Regions from separate parts of the Pan troglodytes genome. Here region 2 is linked to region 1. A link is a contact called in public HiChIP or PLAC-seq data. All regions are on one chromosome and are shown on one strand. Each heading gives the region's core, a stretch centred on a gene start, on an enhancer-like site or on the middle of the called end of the contact. The rest is flanking DNA. Distances are from core to core; before and after follow the strand shown.

Region 1 (7,164 bases), core at 3,203-5,702:
TGATTGTCGGGTAATTGTCAGTCGGCCGTTTGGTTCACAGCAGGCTTGCGAGACTGCATCCTTTGAACAATAGGCACTAGATTTCTCCGTAGATAACTTCAAGGAGCCCGGCACCAGGGAGTGAGGCCCTCAGCAAACCTTTTGGTGGCAGGCACAGTGTGAGTTTGCTCACATCCTGCATTCTTGATAAACAGTTTGCTGTTTGATAATATAGCCTCCAGTGGAATGCTGAGTTGGTCACAATCCCTTTGGCCTTTTCAGCTCCCAACATCTGACCTGACGCTGGCCTCTCCTATCATCAACCTGCTCCAGCATCACTGCCTCTTTGCTCATCCTCAGCCGACCTTCCTGGGGCCTTTGCAGCTTGATTCCTCTGCCTGGAATTCCCTGCCTTCCCTAAGGCCCATAACCACTTGGGTTATTTTCTCCCCGTTCAGGTCTGTGCCTTCTCTGAACACTTGAACTCAAAACCCTGACTCTTTCACCTTCACTCTATTCATCTTCTTTGGGTTATTCTTAGTGCTTTATCACCAATATATTTCTTATCAGTGTATCTGTGTATTGCCGTTTTCCCACACTGGAATGTAGACTCTGTAGAAAGGACTTTGTTTACTGCTTTATTTTCAGTATCTAGGTCAATGCCAGGCTAATACTAGTGTAAACCAAAAATAAAATCCCAAACCCTCCATCCCCTGCTGACTGGATGGACCCCTTCTGGGTCAAGGGGACCCCAGGGAAACCTGAAAAAAAACAAAAATGGAATTATCGGCTATGACAAGAAGCAAGATGGGACGCACCTTGTTGTACCCCCTCCCTTTTGGAGTATAGGTGCAACTGGCCAGCATTAACATTAAAATAAAGATCCTAAGACTCACAAACACACTCTTAGTGGCAATAAGGTCCAAACTCCAACCTGACTGATGTAGCATCACATGACAGATAGCAGACTCTGAAGGAAATCAAGGTGTTTTACCCCAAAATATATTTCTTTGAAATATTTTGAAATGGCCCTGGAAAGCCATCTTTTGTGTGGGGAATTTGCATCTATAAAGAATCTCCGTTAATGCAGCCAGGTCTTTCCTGAATCTAGGAGAGGTTAAACAAGAGTTTAACACACCTTTTAAGATCTGAAAAGAGACATTTACCATCAATTCTTTCAGAAGGCTGCTGCCTATGAGGCTTCACCCACATAACAAGAAACTTGGTCTCCACAACCTCCCCCTTAACTCAATAATTTCCTTCTATTGACAGTCTTTAGACAAAACTTGACTCAACCAATTGCTAATCAGAAAATCTGTAAGCTCCCTGCTTCAAGATATCCCACCTTTTTAGGCTGAACAAAAGTACACCTTCCATGTGTTGATTTATGATTTTACCTATAATTCCTGTCTCCCTAAAATACATAAAACCAACCCGTAACCTGTAACTGCACTGCCTCAGGCATGCTTTCTCAGGACCTCTTGAGGCTGTTCCTGGGCCATGGTCACTCATTGGCTCAGAATAAATCTCTTTAAATATTTTAGAGTTTGGTTTTAACTTCAACACTAGGCATTTCATAAATATTTGCAGAAGGTATGACTGAATCATCTTAACACCTTAGAGGTGGTTCCACTGTTCTCATTCTACTGTTAAGGAAGTGAGTCTTGGGGTCATTAATGAACTTTGCCTCTGTGCTGAAATTAAAAAGGCCTATGGCTGAGGAGGGTAGCACATGCTGGTCTTTGATTCAGTCCTGCAGCATAGTCCAATCTAGAGTTGTGTATTTGGGAAAAACACCTAGATAAACTATTCCTTGCTGTAGAGATGAAAATGTAATTGCCCAAGGGATTCTCCTTGTCCGCTGCCCAGACAGAGCTGATTTATCAAGACAGGGGAGTTGCAATAGAGAAAGAGTTTTTTGGTTTTGTTTGTTTGTTTGTTTGTTTTTTGAGACAGAGTCTTGCTCTGTCGCTCAGGCTGGAGCTCAATGGCACAATCTCAGCTCATTGCAACCTCCGCCTCCAGTGTTCAAGTGATTCTCCTGCCTCAGCCTCCCAAGTAGCTGGGATTACAGGCATATGCCACCAGGCGCAGCTAATTTTTTTTTTTTTTTTTTTTTTTTTGAGACAGAGTCTCACTCTGTCACCCAGGCTGGAGTGCAGTGGTGAGATCTCGGCCCACTGCAACCTCCACCTCCCAGGTTCAAGCAATTCTCCTTCCTCAGCCTCCCGAGTAGCTAGGATTACAGGCATGTGCCACCATGTTCAGCTAATTTTTTTGTATTTTTAGTAGAGACGGGGTTTTGCTGTGTTGGCCAGGCTGGTTTTGAACTTCTGACCTCAGGTGATCCATCCACCTTGGCCTCCCAAAGTGCTGGGATTACAGGTGTGAGCCACCATGCCCGGACAGGCTAATTTTTGTATTTTTAGTAGAGATGGGGTTTCACCATGTTGGCCAGGCTGGTCTCGAACTCCTGACCTCAGGTGATCCACCCGCCTCAGTCTCCCAGTGTGCTGGGATTACAGGCATGAGCCACTGGGCCTGGCTGAGAAAGAGTTTAATTCACGCAGACCCAGCTGTACAGGAGACTGGAGTTTTATTATCGCTCAAATCAGTCTCCTAGAAAACTCCAAGATAGGGATTTTAAAGGATAATTTAGTGGGTAGGGGGTCACAAAGTGAGGGGTGCTGATTGGTTGGATGAGAGATAAAATCATAGAGAGTCAAAGCTGTCCTCTTGGGCTGAGTCAGTTCTTGGGTGGGGACCACAAGACCAGATGAGCCAGTTTATCGATCTGGGTGGTGCCAGCTGATCCCATCAAGTGCAGGGTCTACAAAATATCTCAAGCACTGGTCTTAGGTTTTATAATAGTGCTGCTATCCCTAGGAGCACTTGGGGAGGTTTTAGAATCTTGTAGCCTCCCGCTGCGAGACTCGTAAATTTCTAGTCTTGTGGCTACTCTGTTACTCCTGCAAAGGCAATCTAGTCCCCAGACAAGAAGAGTTTCGCTTTGGTAAAGGGCTAAGTATTTGTTTCAAAATTAAACTATAAACTAAGTTTCTCCCCAAGTTAATTCGCCCTAAGCCCAGGAATGCACAAGGATGGCTTGGCGGTTAGAAGCAAGATGGAGCCAGTTAGGTCAGATCTCTTTCACTGTAATAATTTTCTCTATTATAATTTTTTCAAAGGCGGTTTCAAAAAGGCAATGTTTGCTGGGCGCGGTGGCTCACGCTGTAATTCCAGCACTTTGGGAGGCCCAGGCGGACGGATCCCTTGAGCTCAAGAGTTGTAGACCAGACTGGCCAACATGGTGAAACCTTGTCTCTACTTAAAATACAAAATAGCCAGGTGTGGTGGCCTGAGCCTGTAGTCCCAGCTACTCTGAGGGCTGAGGGGGGAAAATCACCTCAGCCCGGGAAGTGGAGGCTGCAGTGAGCTGAGATGGCGCCACTGCACTCCACCTGGGTAACGGGAGTTAAGACCCTGTCTCCAAAAAAAAAAAAAAAGGCAATGTCATTATTCAACATAAGCCTGAGTAGGCCATTCCCATGCCCATTCCTTAGATGACATATCTACTGTATATTTGCAAAAGATCAACATAGTTTCTAGGGTTAGCTAGAATTAATCCAAGATTGCGCCGGTTGCGGTGGCTCATGCCTGTAATCCCAGCACTTTGGGAGGCCGAGGGGGGCGGATCACGAGGTCAGGAGATCGAGACCGTCCTGGCTAACACGGTGAAACCCCGTCTCTACTTAAAAAATTCAAAAAATTAGCCGGGCGTGGTGGCGGGCACCTGTAGTCTCAGCTACTCGGGAGGCTGAGGCAGGAGAATGGCGTGAACCCGGGAGGCGGAGCTTGCAGTGAGCCGAGTTCGCGCCACTGCACTCCAGCCTGGGCGACAGAGCGAGACTCCGTCTCAAAAAAAAAAAATCCAAGATTGCTTGTTAGAAATTAACATTGCTTTTTGAAAAATTGCCTAATAAAACAATTCTTTAGCATTGATTCCCATCTTCTATATGCTTAAGAAATATTCCATAACCATCTAGCCAAGAAAAATTCCTAGTGAATTCGTATTAATCTAGGGCAGATATTACAAATATTTTTAAAAGACTATTTTAAAATCAAAGGGTGGTACTGTGGTGTTGGAAATGGAAAGCCTAAATAACAGTCTAATCACTCTGGAGCTGTGTGACCTTGGGCAAGTTACCTAACTTCTGTTTCCTTATTAATCCCAGGTCTTAAAACACTTCAGAGATAATTGTGGGAATGAAATACACACTGCAGTCCCTACCAGCACTAGGTACCCAATAAAAGATAGTTTCATTTTAATATCAAACAGAAAACCCGCACTGCAAAACTGAAACCCTTGCGTCCTACCAATGCACACCAAGTTTTTGGGCCTTTCCTCTTAACCTCAAAATGCTCCTTTCTTGAACCTAAACGAGAATGAATGAATCAAAAGGAAAATGAGAAGGAAGCTGCGGGGCGTGCATTTATTTCCAGCTCTGCTGCCCGTAGAGTCCCCCGGCCCACTGCCTGAGAACTCGAAAAGCCGTCTCTGCTCAGCCGAGGGGTTCTCCCATCTCCGGGGCGGGGACCTCACCTTGGAAAGACCCCTCCCACTCCGCCCCTCTTGGAATGCGGCTGAGCGGTGGATGTCCCTTTTCGGGCGCCGTAAGCGCGTTCCTATTGGCTAGCTTTGTTCGGCGCCAAAGCGCGGAGCGGAGGCCGAGGCGAGAGCCTGGCGCTGTAGGACTAGAACGAAAGGAGTGAGGCGCCGAGAGCGCAGATACCATTTTGGCGTGAGAGCTGGTGGTTGGCAAGGCCGCGGGAGTGGGAAGCGTCCGCCATGTTCTGCGAAAAAGCCATGGAACTGATCCGCGAGCTGCATCGCGCGCCCGAAGGGCAACTGCCTGCCTTCAACGTGAGGGGCGGGTAGACTTGGACGGGGCATGCCGGCGTTGGGCCCTGGGCTCTGGGGCGGGGCGGCTCCCCGTCAGGGTTTACTTTCGCACCTTGTTCCCTCCGAGCTCCGGAAAACTTGGGAAGCAGCAAAACAAAATTCAGGAGGAAAGAGAAAGCATTCATGCTTACGCTACCCAGCGATTTGGTGAATTTCCTCATCTGAGCACATTTTAGCAGTTTTCCTTGGACAGATTTGTTCCGGTCCCTTAAAACATTTACAGGTTGCCAGATAATTTAGCATTTCTTGCTCACTCAGGCATCTAATTGTGGTCAGTAAAAGTTAGGCCTCTGGAATCTGGCTGAGATTCTGGTTCTGTAGTGTGACTTTGGGGCAGTTACTCAAGCTTTCTGTGCTCTCAGTTTTCTCATACGCAAAAATGGGGATGGTGACAATAACAGTACCCAACGCGTGATGTAGTGGACGCAAAATGAGTGGCACGTGTAAGGGTCTCTGCATATGCCTCACATACAGTAAGGGCTGAGTCAGTGTTAGCTATTAATATTACTTTTCTCCTGCTGCTGCTGTTACTATTAATATTATGATTATTTGTATTTTTCTATCACTGCTACCCCAGGGAGAGTGCTAAGCACTTCATGTACATTATCTTTTGTCTTTCTAATAACCCTTTGAGGGCCCGGTGCCATGGCTCCTGCCTGTAATCCCGGCACTTTGGGAGGCTGAGGCGGGAGGATCGCTTGATCCTGCCACTGCATTCCAGCCTGAGTGACAGAGGGAGACCCTGTCCCAAACAAAACAAAAATAACTTTTTGATGTTTAAACTATTGTTTTCTACTTTTTTCAGCTATATATGCATAGGATTGGGGAGATTTAAGTATATTGCCTAAGGTGACACAGCAAGAAAGCTAGGATTTGAACCCTGGCACTCTGGCTCCAGAGCCTGCACTCTAAATTGTATATTTCACTTATGTCATAGAGCAGGCATTATGTGGATGACAGGACACATTCTGCTGGAAGAGGGGCACAAAAACAGATAATATAATTCACCACGCTAAGTGATACTAAGGAGGTATAGCAAGGAGCACGAAGGAGAAACACCAGTATGAGCTGGGGTAGAGGAGGTGACATATGAGCCTTTCCATCCTCAAGGATGAGGTTACTGATCTGAGAAGGAAGCGAGGCATCCCAGCCAAAGGATGCTGCAGCACACAGTCACGTGGTCACACTGGAGAGGGTGACCAATAGGGCCTGTGGGGAGGCTAGGAAGGTGGCTCACAGCCTACATGAATTTGTTGTTCACTCATAAGGCATGCTGGGAGCTGGTAGAGGGTTTTAGACAAGGAAGTGATAGGGTAATTTTTGTGTTTTGAAGATAACTGCAGCAGCAATATGGGGAATGGATTGAAGAGAGGAAAGAATGGGACAGGGAGATGGCTACTGGGTGGCTGATAGAGCAGGTGAGAGGTGTGTGGTCTGAACTGTGTCAGGTCAGTGGCACTGAGATCAGTGTTTGGGTTTTAGAGACATGAAGCAAACATGACTTGTAGCTATTAGAGCAGGGGCAGAGATGGGGTCCATAATGAATGAGAGGGAGGAATTGGGATCTTGGAGGATCCTTAGGAAACTGGGTAAACAACATCAGAGTTCAGGAGATAGAGTGTGTTGGGAAAGGTAATGAGTTTTGTTTTGAACACTAAAGAGCACCTAGCCAGACAATTAGATTGTCTTACAAATGAAGAAACTGAGCCAACACAAATTATGGGTCAAGTTAAGGAACTCGTCTGAATTTACAGCATATTGGAGGCAGAGCTTCAACTTGAATACAGGTTTTCCAGTTTCTAGTCAATTGTTTTTTCAACTTCAGAGCAGTTACCTCATTTAAAAAGTTAGGCAGCAGTCTGCAGCTTAGTAGAGATGCTGGAATGCAGAAGTGTGTAAATGCTAAAATGTGGCCTGAGAACTAGGAACTTTAGAGGTCATTGTACATATCAGGACACAGGCCTAGAGAACAGAGAGACTGTGCAAACAGGTGCGGCCAAGCTGGATTTTGGACCTGACTCTGACACTTAGTTTAGCTCTCTGTTTTACTCAAATTTTAAGTTAAGTGTTGGGTTATCACTTTGTGGGGCTAGGGGCTGGTCTTAGAAGTTGTAGAATCAGGCCAGGCGTGGTGGCTCACGCCTGTAATCCCCCCACTTTGGGAGGCCGAGGCGGGCGGATTACAGGGTCCTGAGATTGAGACCATCCTGGCTAACATGGTG
Region 2 (7,164 bases), core at 2,421-4,920, 300 kb after region 1:
TCCAGAGTAGTTGGGATTACAGGCGTGAGCCACCATGCCTGACTAATTTCTGTATTTTTAGTAGAGATGAGGTTTCACCATGTTGGCCAGGCTGGTCTCGAACTCCTGGCCTCAGGTAATCTGCCTGCCTTGACCTCCCAAAGTGCTGGAATTACAGGTATGGGCCACCACGCCCAGCCATAAAAATTATTTCAACTGATTAACACACTACTTCTTAGTCTGTGAAATGGGGATTCCAATTCCTAATTTCCACATTGGTTGAAGAGATGAATATGGCAATGACTATAAAGCCCTGTCCCTGGGACAGGACAATGGCTCAGCACATGCTGACTGAATAATTTTTTACAAGACCTGGTCTGCACCACGAATGCAGCAGCCTGAATAAAGCACTGAGAGAAGAAATGTAGGGACAATGATGGAAGTGTCCTGAATGAGGGCATCAGATCTGGGGAACGTTCCCCATGAGAACCGGCTGAGAGGTTCTGAGCCTCAGATGGGACAGTGTAGGGCACAAGATGTCAGACATTAGCAAAGGAAACCCACCATGGTTTAGGGCAGAGAAGGCACTGCAGGAAGGCAATACATAAGAAGTCCCCACCTGGGGTTGGGCTGTCGTCCCTTACCCTGCAGACAGTCCTCTCATGGGTAACGTGGGAGTGGAGGAAGAGGAGCTGGGGACTAAAATAGCTCTAAAATGAGCTCTGCGATCCTCAAAGGTGGCCTTGGAAATTCCCAGTCCCAGGGTAGAGCCTCTTCTTGTTAAAAAAAAAAAGACCCAAAGTCTTCCAGAGAAGAAAACTTTACGCAGGTTCCTGGGAACAGATCCTGAGTGTGGGCATCGCAACAGACCCTGTCCTGACATGATGCTAACACTAAACACAGCATATCCTGTCGGTGCTTCCAGAATAAGGAAGTGTTGATATTCATTATAATATTTAACACTTATTGAGAATTTAATATATGCCAGGGACGGTTCCAGGCACGGCACAAATTTTTCTGCATTCAATCTTCACAACTGTCCTATGAAGTGACTATTACCCACCAATTTCAGATGGGGAAACAGGCACAAAACATTTAAATGCCTTTGTCAAAGCAACACAGCCAAGAAAGTGATAGAGCTCGGGTTTCAACTCTCACTGTAAAGGACTATGTCTTAACCAGTAGGCATGGCTATGACATTTCTCAATGAATCTGCACAGGTTAGGAGGGGATCTGGGTCAAGCTAGATTAGCTTGCAAGGTCATGAGGTATATCTTGACTGATGGGTCTCTCTACTTGGGGGTTCTGCTGACAATTTTTCCATAATGAAATGATTAAAATCAGTTATTTGGATGGTCAGTCCACAGCCCCAGAGACATTTAAAAAAACTGCTGGGCCCAATGGTTGCTGTTACTCCCACTCCAATAACCGAGGAAGCCCTACCAACCTGGTGAGGCCTAAATTCACCTTTTTTCCCTTGCCCAAATGCCTATCTATGAGGCTTGGGGAATCCTGCCCGAGAAACCATAAAATCTCATCAGATGAGTTTTATTACTCTTATATAATGAGGCTCACTTTCCAACCTGACTCTGGTACAGCATCACATGACAGCAGATGCTGAAGGAAATTATTTTACCCCAAAATATACTTCTTTGACATGTTTTGAAGTGGCTGCCGCAGGGGCAACAGATTGAAATGGATAGCCCCGCAAAGCTATCTTTAGTGGGAAAATTTGCATCCGCAGCGAATCTCCATTAATGCAGCCAGACCTCCTTTGTTCTAAGCCTTTCCTAGGTCTGGAAGAGACAGCCAGCCTGACGCGCGGTGGCTCACGCCTGTAATCCCAGCACTTTGGGAGGTAGAGGTGGGTGGATCACCTGAGGTCAGGAGGTCAAGACCAGCCTCAGCAACATGGTGAAACCCCATCTCTACTAAAAATACAAAAATTAGCCAGGCGTGGTGGCGGGCGCCTGTAGTCCCAGCTACTCAGGAGGCTGAGGCAGGAGAACTGCTCAAACCCGGGAGGTGGAGGTTGCAGTGAGCTGAGATCACGCCACTGCACTCTAGCCTGGGCGACAGAGCAAGACTCTCTAAAAACAAAAAGAAAAACACAAAAAACTGAAAACAGACATTTACCATCTATTCTGAGAGTTGCCAACTAAGAGGCTTCTTTGATCTACGCAATCCCCTTAACTCTGGCATGCTTTTGATTCCAGTCTTCAGGCAGTAGCTTAAGTCTCTCAACCAACTGTCCACTAAAGAATCCCTAAGTGCCCCCATGAGGTGTAAACCCGTTTGGAGATATACCAGCTTTTTGGGAGGAACCCGTGTATATCTTTCTCTTATTGATTTATGATTTTCTTTTTGGAGGCAGGATCTCGCTGTGTTGCCCAGGCTAGCGTGCAGTGCAGCCAACATAGCTGGTTACAGCCTCCACCTCCTGGACTCAACTGACTGGGCCTCCCAAGTAGCTGAGGCCACAGGCATGGGACACCACGCCCCGCTAATTTTTTTATTTTTCTAATTTCATGTAGAGACAGGGTCTTGCTGTGCTGCCCAGGCTGCTCTGGAACTCCTGGCCTCCCAAAGTGCTGGGACTACAGGCATGAGCCACACTGCTCAGCCTGATTTATGACTTTACCTGAAATTCCTGTCTCCCTGAATTGTATAAAATTAACCTGCAAGCCCGACCGTCTCGGGCACTTTCACAGGACCTCTTGAGGCTGAATAACCTGGGCCACAGTCACTCATACTGACTAGGAATAAACCTTTTAAAATATATTTTGGCAGAACCCGGATTTTGCCGTCATTAGCAAGGCCCCAGGGAAGAGGACACCTGGGTCCCCACAGCCACCTCACCTCCCGCGGACGCTGCCCCACGCAGAGCCCCCCTCTCCACCACAACACGTCTAGACGTGCCCGTGCGAGGACATTTGGTCCCGGCCTACACTCCTATCCGCGGAAGATCGTCCCAAGGCGGGGTGCTCCCAACCCAAAGCAGCGGCCCTTCCCCAAAACACGCGGGCGAAGTCCTCCCCTGTCCCGTCTCCCACAATAAAGTCTGGAGCATCAGAGTCGGAGGGAACCCGAGTCGGACCTAGCCCATCCGTCTCATGGCTGTAACCCCCACCCCACCAGTGGACCCTGGCTGTGGCCGAATCCCCCTCCACCTCCGGCCAAAAGACCCCCGTGGCAGCTCGCTAGGCCGCTGGCCCGTCCCCACCCGAGGAGCGGCGACCCTGGCACAAGAGGACCTGGGTTGCTCGGCGCCCCTGTGAAATCCGGGCTGTTCACCGCCCGAGCCGCCACTACACGCAACCGGGAACGGAGACTGAGTGGCGGCCCAGACCCGGGGCGCTCGGCAAGCCGCAGCCCCACCGCCCACTTCAAGGCGCGGCCTGGGTCTCCGCCCCTCCCCAGAACGCGGAGACGCCGGGCCTGAAGGAGCGCGCGCTACGGCCCCAGCAGCGCCCTCACGTCCCAGGCCTTCCCGGCCCTTCTTCCTGCACCGGAAGGGCGCGCTGCAGAGAGGGACCCGCAGGAGCGCAGCTCACCAGGGCGGCTGAGGGCGAACCGAGGCGGTGAGGTCACCGATGGTGGACCACGCACCTCACGGCTCGCTGACGCCCAGGGATCTGGAACGCTCTGCGCCACCCGGGACTACACTACCCAGAATCCTCAGCGCGGCCGGGACTACGCTACCCAGCATCCTCGGCGCGGCCCGGGGGCTATGCGACCCTGCGCATCGCATCCCCTCGGTGGACTACACTCCCCAGAGTCCTCGGGAGTCGTCCAGGTACACGCCCCAGAATATTGGTCATAGCGGTCCACCCGGGACTGCGCGACCCGGAATCCGTGGAAGGACTTCTCGGAAGGACTCCTCTCTGACAGGTGGGGCGAGCCTATGGTCTTTTGGACGTGGAGGGATCCTTTCAGAACCGGCGATTTCTTTTATTTAGGTAGCCCTATACATACATTAAGCATATTTTCCCATTTCTATGATATAGGTAAATAATTTAACCACTGTCTTTTGATTATGGGTATGTCTTTTCTTTTTCTTTTGTTTCTTTTTTTTGCTATGTAGTACTTTTGATCTCTGATTTTCCTACGGATTTTGTGGTTTTATCATTCACATTTAGATCTCTCAATGGTTTAATTTTTCTCCAGGTACACACTGTGAATATACACTTATTTTCAAAATTTTCTAATATTTTATTAATTTCCCATTAAATTTATTAAAAATATAGTCTTTTACCAAATAATTTAAGGTTTCAGCTACATAATTCAGTATACTCAATTTACATTTGCATTTCAATTTCTAATTGTTCCCCCATTTATCTAATTATGCATCAATGCCAGAATTCTTTCATTATGTAGGGTGTATAATATGCTGATATCTTTTGTGGCTTGCCAAACCACATAGACTTTATATTTCAGGCCTTTACTAGGTATACTTGCTGTTTGCTTTTTCTCTTTTGGTTTTTAAATTTTTAATTATTCTGGATAAATATTAGTTGTACATATTTATAGGGTACATGTTATGTTTTGATACAGGCATACAGTGTTTAATGGTCAAATGAGGGTGATTGGGGTATCCATCCCCTCAAGCATTTAGCATTTCTTTGTTTTAGGAAGTTTCCAATTCTCTCTTTTATTTTTAAATATATAGTAAAATTGTTCTTAACTATAGTCACTGTAAGGGAATCTTATTCATTCTAACTGTATTTTTGTACCGATTAACAAGTCCCTCTTTATCTCCTCTACCCACCATCCTTCCCAGCCTCTGTTAACTATCTCATTCTACTCTCCATCTCCATGAGTTCACGTTTTTAGCCCCACAAATGAGTGAGCACATGTGGTATTTGTCATGCTGTGCCTCATTTCACTTAACATAATGTCCTCCATTTTCATACATGCTATTGAAAATGACAGAATTTCATTCTTTTAATGACTGGCTAATATCCCATTGTGTTTATGTACCACACTTTCCTTATCCATTCATCTGTTGATAGACACTTTGATTCTATATCTTTACTATTTTGGATAGTGCTGTAGTAAACATGAGAGTGCAGATATATCCTTGAAATACTGATTTCCTTTCTTTTGGATATATACTCAGCAGTGGGATTGCGGGATCATGTATATATTTATTAATTCTTTTGAGGAACCTCCATACTGCTCTCCATAGTGGTTGTACTAATTTACATTCCTAACAACAGTGTATGAGGGTGTATCCACATCCTCACCAGTATTCACTATTGCCTGTCTCTTGAATAAAAGCTATCTTGACTGGGGTGACATTATATCTCATTGCGGTTTTGATTTACATTTCTCTGATGATTAGTGGCATTGAGCATTTTTTTCATACACTTGTTGGCTGTTCATATATCTTATTTTGAGAGATGCCTATTCAGATCTTTTCTCCATTTAAAATATCAGATTGTCTTTTTCCTATTGAATTGTTTTAGCTCCTTATATATATTCTGGCAATTACTTTCTTTTCAGATGGATAGTTTGCAAATTTTTTCTCCCATTCTGTGGATTGTCACTTCACTTTGTTGATTGTTTCCTTTGCTGTGCAGAAGATTTTTATGTGATGTGGTCTCATTTGTCCACTTTTGCTTTAGGTGCTTGTGCTTTTGCAGTCTTACTCAAGAAATCTTTGTCCACACCAATGTCCTGGAGTGTTTCCCCAATGTTTTTTTCTAGTAGTTTTATAGTTTCAGGTCTTAGATTTACCTTTAATCCATTTTGATTTGATTTTTATATGTGGTGAGGGGATTGCTTTAGATTTCATTCTTCTGCAAATGGATATCCAGTTTTTGCAGTGCCATTTATTGAAATGACTGTCTTTCCCCAATGTAAGTTCTTTGCACCTTTGTGGGATATAAGTTGAACTATAAATGTGTGGGTTTATTTCTGGGCTCTCCACTCTGTTCCATTGGTCTGTGTGCCTATTTTTATGCCAGCTTTTTGCTGTGTGGATTACTATAGTTTGCATAATTTGAAGTCAGGTAATGTGATTCCTCCAGCTTTATTACTTTTGTTCAGGATGGCTTTGGCTATTTTGGATCTTTCATGGTCCCATATAAATTTTAGGATTAATTTATCTATTTCTGTGAAGAATGTCATTGATATTTTGATTGGGATTGCATTGAATCTGTAGACTAGGTGGAATGGACATTTTAATAAGATTAATTCTTCTAGTCCAAAAACACGGACTATCTTTCCATTTTTTGTATCCTTTTCAATTTCTCTCATCAATGTTTTATAGTTTTTGTTGTAGAGATCGTTCACATCTTTGGTTGATTTTATTCCTAGCTATTTTATTTTATTTGTAACTTTTATAAACAGGTTACTTTCTTGATTTCTTTTTCAGATTGTTTGTTGTTGGCATATAGAAATGCCACCCATTTTTGTATGTTGATTTTGTATCCTGAAACTTTACTGAATTTCTTAATCAATTCTAAAGTTTTTTGGCTGAAGTCTTTAGGTTTAACTAAATATAGGATCATATCATCTGCAAACAAGGATAACTTCACTTCTTCCTTTCTAATTTGAATACCTTTTATTTCTTTGTCTTCAGTAATTGCTCTAGCTAAGATTTCCTAGTACTATGTTGAATAAAAGTGCAGAATGTGGGAATCTTTGTCTTCTTCCAGATCTTACAGGAAAGGCTTTCAATTTTTCAGTATGATACTAGCTGTGGGTTTGTCACATATGGTTTTTATAATATTGAGGTATATTCCTTTTACACCGAGTTTTTTTTTTTTTGAGTGTTTATTATGAAGGGATGTTGAATTTTACAAATGCTTTTTTGGTATCCATTGAGATGATCATATGGTTTTTGTCTTTTGTTTTTTTGATATGATATATTACATTTATTGAATTACATATGTTGAGCCATCCTTGCATTCCTGGGATGAATTCCACTTGGTCATGATGAGTAACCACTTTAATGTGTTGTTGAATTTGGTTTGCAAGCATTTTGTTAAGGATTTTTGTGTCTCTGTTTATTGGAGATATTGCCTTATAGTTTTCTTTTTTTGTTACATCTTTGTATGGTTTTGGTGTTAGGATAATACTGACCTTATAGGATGAGTTTGGAAGTGATCCTTCTTTCTTTTTTTTTTTTTTTAAATAGTTTGCATAGATTGATACTAGTTCTTTATAAAATGTTTGGTA

Evidence for each region. HiChIP or PLAC-seq counts read pairs in DNA pulled down with a chosen protein or histone mark.
Region 2: an H3K4me3 HiChIP or PLAC-seq map of stem cell-derived excitatory neurons shows a contact between it and region 1, with 2.8 times the contacts expected there. The contact joins the promoter of ZNF337 here to the promoter of GINS1 in region 1. A contact is called at or near these places in 1 of 7 Hi-C or Micro-C datasets (stem cell-derived neural progenitor cells) and 1 of 1 datasets of contacts at active chromatin or transcription factors (stem cell-derived excitatory neurons).

The regions. Positions count from the first base shown.
Region 1 is chr21:31,937,449-31,944,612 of NHGRI_mPanTro3-v2.0_pri, forward strand. GINS1 (GINS complex subunit 1) reads left to right here and starts at 4,453. Exons shown (of 8, transcript XR_001712165.4): 1 at 4,453-4,903.
Region 2 is chr21:32,238,501-32,245,664 of NHGRI_mPanTro3-v2.0_pri, forward strand. ZNF337 (zinc finger protein 337) reads right to left here and starts at 3,671. Exons shown (of 5, transcript XM_003316857.6): 1 at 3,534-3,671. It overlaps LOC134809147 (a long non-coding RNA gene), which reads left to right and starts at 3,676. Exons shown (of 3, transcript XR_010154122.1): 1 at 3,676-3,870.